Regions from separate parts of the Mus musculus genome. Here region 1 is linked to region 2. Evidence: chromatin contacts called from public promoter capture Hi-C data. All regions are on one chromosome and are shown on one strand. Each heading gives the region's core, a stretch centred on a gene start, on an enhancer-like site or on the middle of the called end of the contact. The rest is flanking DNA. Distances are from core to core; before and after follow the strand shown. Region 1 holds the start of Dbx2 (developing brain homeobox 2). Region 2 overlaps Tmem117 (transmembrane protein 117).

What was found. Promoter capture Hi-C pulls out the DNA fragments that hold promoters and counts their contacts.
Region 1: a contact with region 2 is called in a promoter capture Hi-C map of embryonic stem cells, with 8 times the contacts expected there. The contact joins the promoter of Dbx2 here to the enhancer-like site in region 2. A contact is called at or near these places in 13 of 39 promoter capture datasets (the C10 cell line, the HPC-7 cell line, cranial neural crest and 8 more), 11 of 115 datasets of contacts at active chromatin or transcription factors (astrocytes, differentiating embryonic stem cells, embryonic basal ganglia and 6 more) and 3 of 9 other capture datasets (embryonic stem cells, embryonic tail and embryonic trunk).

What each region holds. Positions count from the first base shown.
Region 1 is chr15:95,653,367-95,656,066 of GRCm38.p6, forward strand. It overlaps Dbx2 (developing brain homeobox 2), which reads right to left and starts at 1,405. Exons shown (of 4, transcript NM_207533.2): 1 at 874-1,405. The coding sequence starts at 1,396. Gm31690 (predicted gene, 31690) reads left to right here and starts at 1,110. Exons shown (of 3, transcript NR_168499.1): 1 at 1,110-1,290.
Region 2 is chr15:94,718,885-94,721,584 of GRCm38.p6, forward strand. All of the region lies in intron 3 of Tmem117 (transmembrane protein 117), which reads left to right. Among named protein-coding and RNA genes, the nearest start is that of Gm25546, 39 kb to the left of the region's middle. Within about 2 kb of position 1,262, at least 1 of the 459 cell types and tissues checked has an H3K27ac peak or open chromatin away from gene starts, as enhancers often do. A contact at or near this core is called in embryonic stem cells, where this site is marked.

The sequences.
Region 1 (2,700 bases), core at 155-2,654, 930 kb after region 2:
CTTCCTCCCAGTTCTACTAGTTAGGTTTTCTTCAGTACGCATATAAATAAACCCAAAGTGCCCTTCTTTCGGTAAATTCCTATTTATATGTGAACTTCCTCATTTAGTTATCAATTCAACATTTGTCAGCTATCTCAGCCTGATGCAAGCGTAGGCCTTGATTACTTTACACCTTAGTGTACACCAAACTGTGAAAGCAAGGAAAGTCCAAAGTTTGCGCAACTCTTTTTCAAATCATTAGAGCCCTATCAAACCAGCGGCGAGGTCTCCGCCAGCAAAGTCCGCAGCACCACCCTGCCAGCAACTTTCCCGCAGAAGAGAGGATGCTAACTTTGGAAACAGGAGCCAGTCAGCTAGAAACCTCAAATCCCCCACCCCCTACCCCCCACCCACCACCCCCCAGCTAACCCGCTGTGATCAAACTGCCCAGGTAGCCCAGTCAACCTGTTGAGGGAGGATGCTAGGAAGGAGTGCGGGATGGGATGGGGTGGAGAGGAAAGGAATCAGAACTAGTGTCCAGAAACGGCATCTGCACCCCAGTTCAGTCCTCTGCAGTGGGCCACCCAGGTCAGCACTCGTGCTGTGAGGGGCTCACAGGTGGGGACTGTGCTGGCAACAGGGCTCTCTCTGGACTGAGGACCACCTGAAAGCAAGGCTTCCCTGGGCTGAGGCTTTCCCAGACTGAGGATCCCCTAGACTGAAGTTCGCCTGGGCTGCGCCTCCTCTAGATCAGATCGAGGCTCCCCAGGGCTAAGGCTTCCCTGGACTGAAGTTCCCCTGGTTCAGGGCTCCCCTGAACTGAGGCTCCCCTTGGTCCAGGTTCTCCAGAACTAAGGGTCTCCTGGGCCGAGGTTCCCCTCGACCAAAGCTCACCTGGGGCTGAGGGCTGGAAGGCACTGTCCCGCTCCCCCGGAGCCCGGCCAGGGGGCATCTGGAAGGCCCAGCGCACACCAAAGGGTCCGGCCGGGCACAGCTTGAGCGGCACTGGGCTGGCAGGCAGTGGCCGCAGCTGCGGACACTCAGGACCGGGCGCTGGGCGTGGGGGCGGGGGTGCGTGCGTGGGCCCGGCCCCTGCGCGCAGCAAGTTCTCGATCAGGAAACTCTTGCCCAGACTGCCAAAGCCGGGCGCAGGAAGGCCGAAGAGTGCTGAGGACGCCACCACATCCCAGTAGGCTCCGGCCTGGGCGGCCACAGCGCTGGGCAGCATGGTGCGCGCCCGCTGCCCGGGGAGCCGTGGAGAGCGAGTGCGAAGGGACAGGGACAGGGCGCGGACAGGATCGGGGCTGAGGGGTGAGTCCTTGGCCCTCAGCGGCTCCTCTGGCAGCGTCCGGGAACGGTCTGCAGATCCGGACAGGGTTTTCAGGACTGGGATGGAAGGTGTGTCCGGCCCATCCATTCATGTCATCCTGCCCACAAAGTGACAGATGCGGCCAACAATGAAGGCAATGAGAGTCTGGGCTCCAGCGAGGGGAGGGGACTCTTGCTGAGGAGGTGGGCGTGGAGGGGACGGAAAAGGGGCGCTGCCACTCTGCCTGCCAAGCCTTGACCCTGCTGCTGGAGTCCTGGGCCCTCTGGTTTTGGTTATCATGAGCTCCAGGGTACATGTACTTGGTCGCTGAAGCGTGGTTGTCATCAGGGAGACTCGAAAACGTTGATATTAGTACCAGTGATAACTCATTTTGCAGGTTTTATGGGCGCCTCTGTTTTAAGAAGAAAGGAAATGTGTTTTTCTTGGCTATTTGGCAAAACTCCGTTTCCAGTGAATCATCTCAGGTTTTATAAGATCTGTTTTAAGGATTCTGGAGGAAGGTGGCCACACCTGCAGTCTAGAAGAGATGATGTAATCGGTTTTGATCTAAAGAAGCAGCGCTTGGGGCTGAAGAGGTGGCTCAGTGGTTAGCTATGCTTGCTGCTCTTAATAGAGGACCTGAGTTCGCTTACAAGCACCCAGCTCACAACCCACTGAAACTCCAGCTCCACCGTATTAGATGTCTTCTTCTGGCATCCACAGGCACCTACAAGTGTGCATGCCTACAAAGGGACGTCTTTTCCTTCTTTCTTTCTTTTTCTTTTTCTTCTTTTTTTTTAATCTTATTCCCTAACTAATGCCAGTGGGAGACTGGGCAAACAAAAAGCATATTGGAGGGGTGGGGTAAAGAGGAAGGGAGAAAAAGGGAGAGGGCGAGGGGGAGGGAGGGGGAGGCAGGCCTTTAACTACAAGGCTTTAAAAACTTCCCATTTTGGAAACTATCGATGGAGTGTTAAAACTGTGATTCCAATTAACACTTACTCTCCTTCCCTAATTTAGACAGATTTATTTAGGATAAGACTTCATTAGAGTATCTGCAAAGTTGGAGTCAAATGTATAGTTCTACTCCTTGCCCCTAAAAATAAGTTGGGCTTGGTTTCCATTTACTTAAATGCCTATTTTGAGTTGCCGGGTTAGAAAGCTAAATGTCCTTCTTTGGGGGATCATCGAGATGGTTCAGTTGATAGAAGCAGTTGCCACCAAGCCGAGTGACCTAAGTTTGATCTCTAGAATCCACGTGGTTGGAGAGAACTGGCTTCCAAACATTGTCCTCTGGCTTCCTCACACACACCACCCACCCCACCCCCACCCACCACACACACCACACACACACACACACACACCACACACACCACAAGTACAATTTGTTGCTATTGTTTCAATTCATCTCA
Region 2 (2,700 bases), core at 12-2,511:
CATCCTGGGCTGGTGGCCCCACATTCTATATAAAAGCAGTCTAGGCAAACCATAGGGAGCAAACCAGTAAGCAGCACCCTCCATGGCTTCTGAGTCAGCTCCTGCCTCCAGGTTCCTGCCCTGTGTGAGTTTCTGCCTTGCCTGTCTTCAATGATGAGCTGCGATGTGATAGAGGAAGTGAAGTAAACCTTCTCAAGTGGCTTTTGGCCACAGTGTTTCATCAGAGCAATAGAAACCCTAAGTAAGACAGGTTGGGAGTGAGACATGAGAAGTTGTATTGGTAAAAGATCCTGCACAGGGTGAAGAGTGAAATGACATGCGTGGAGGTACAGCCAGGCACCAGGAAGGACGTCCAACTCAAACCGTGCTTTGTGGGACAGAGTTTGCCCAGAGGTCTCATAGCTAGGATCTGGGGGTTTTAATAGAGCTTCTTTAAGAGTTTGAGACCAGGTCACAACCCTGGATATTTTTCTTTGACAATTTCAGAGTCTTACATCTCTGGATTGTCCCTCCTAGTGTCTTGTAGAATTTCCCAGTTGGTTAGTGACATCTCGCCTCAGCTCCTGTGTACATTGATATCCCTGAACTTTTCCTGTGAACCAAAATTGTGTTAACACACCTTTCAATTAATATAACCAATGCCTCTAAGGGTGTAGCCTGCTCTGCAGTACAGGGGTGGGGGGGTTGGAATGGGAGAGTTGGTGGGGCTGCAGCCACTCCAGTGAGGTTTTGCTTTAGCATGGTAGGTGCACGCTTTCTGCCATTGGACTAGCTATCTCTTGGGGGGTGGGGTGGGCTGGGGAGGAGAAACACACAAAGAAAAAGGAGAGTAGCACCTATCTGCACCAGAAAGAGAGAGGTTTGCAGCCACAGCATGGTTGTGGACGCCCGACTCACCAGCAAGGAAGACGCCACAACAGGATTCTTCTGCACACGTTTATTGGGAGAGCTTGATAGCAAAGGCGAAAGACCCCGAGCCCCAGAACTGGCGCTGCTTATATAGGCCTAGGAGTGGCGTGTCTATACCTGATTGGTTGTGCTTTCAGTACCTCATTTACATTCCCCGGGATGGGCTGTGGCTTGGGCGAAACCCTTATGCACATGTGCACATTGGTTGTTTACCCGAACTTACGGGCATGGCCAGCCAGCGCCATCTTGTAACGGTGTATGTGGCTTCCCACACATGGTGGTGTGCATTGTATTGAAGAATAGTGCACTGTTTATACACAGGACCCAGCCTTATAAAAGGCAGGAATGAAGAGAGATGTGCTCCAAAGTCCAGGCCTACATCTTAACGATTAGAGAATTGAGCAGGAAGCAAAAGTCTGCTAGGATGCTTATTGTTTGGATACTTCACCCCCGCCCCCCCCCTTTAAATTTTATATCCTGATTGCTGCCTGTCTCCCCTGGTCCTTCCCTCAGTCCCTCCCCCATATCCCTTTCTTCTCTTCTAAGAGGGTGGAGATCCCTCTGGGTATCCCCCCCCGACCCCACCTAGGCACATCAAGTCTCTGCAAGGCTAGGTGTAACCTCTCCCATTGAGGTCAGATAAGACAGCCCAATTAGGGGCACAGGATCCACAGGCATTCAACAGATTTAGGGATAGCTTCTACTACAGTTGGGGGACCCACAGGAAGACTGAGTTGCATATGTGAGGGTCCAGCCCCATGTATGTTCTTTGGTTGGTGGTTCAATCTCTGAGAGCTCCCAAGGGTCCAGTTTAGTTAACTTGTTGATCTTTCTGTGGAGTTCCTATCTCCTTTGGGACTTCAATCCTTTCCCTAACTTCCATCAGAGCCCCCAAGCTCTGTCCACTGTTTGGCTGTGGGTGTCTGCATCTGTTTCAGTCAGCTGCTGGGTGGAACCTCTCAGAGGACAGCCATGCTGGGTTCTTGTCTGCAAGCATAGGAGAGAATCATTAATAGTGATAGGGATTGGTGCTTGTTCATGGGGTGGGTCTCAAGTTGGGCGTGTTATTGGTTGGCCAGCCCCTCAGTCTCTGCTCCATCCCATGCCCCTGCATTTCTTGTAGACAGGTTAAATTTGGGTTGAAAGTTTTGTGGGTGGGTTGGTGTCCCTATTGCTCCAACGGGGTTCTTGCCTTTCTACATCAGGTGGCCTCTTTAGGTTCCATATCCCCACTGCTGTGAGTCTCAGCTAAGGTCATTTCCATTGATTCCTGGGAGACTCCGTGATCCCAGGTCTCTAGCATGTGAGGTGTCTCCTTCCCCCTACCTCCCCACCAGCTTCAGATTTCTGTTAATTCTCCTGGCCCCCTGACCCTCTCTTCCCCTCTCCTGTCCCTCCCTACAATTGATCTTGCACCCCATTTCCCTTACCGTCCCCCCTCTACTCAGTTCCCGCCCTCCATCTGCCTCCTATGGCTAAATTGCCCCCCCCCCCTTCTAAGTGAGATTCTAGCTTCCTTGCCTGGGCATTCCTTCTTGTTTAGCTTCTTTGGGTCTGCGGAGTGTAGCATGGTTATCCCGTATTTTATGGCTAATATTCACTTATAAGTGAGTATATGCCATGTATGATCTTTTGGGTCTGGCTTACCTCACTCAGGATGATAATCTCAAGTTCTGCAAAATTCATGATTTATTTGTTTTTAATGGCTGAGTAGTGTTCCATTGTGTAGGTGTGCCACATTTTTCCTATCTATTCTTCAGTTGAGGGATATTTAGGTTGTTTCCATTTCTG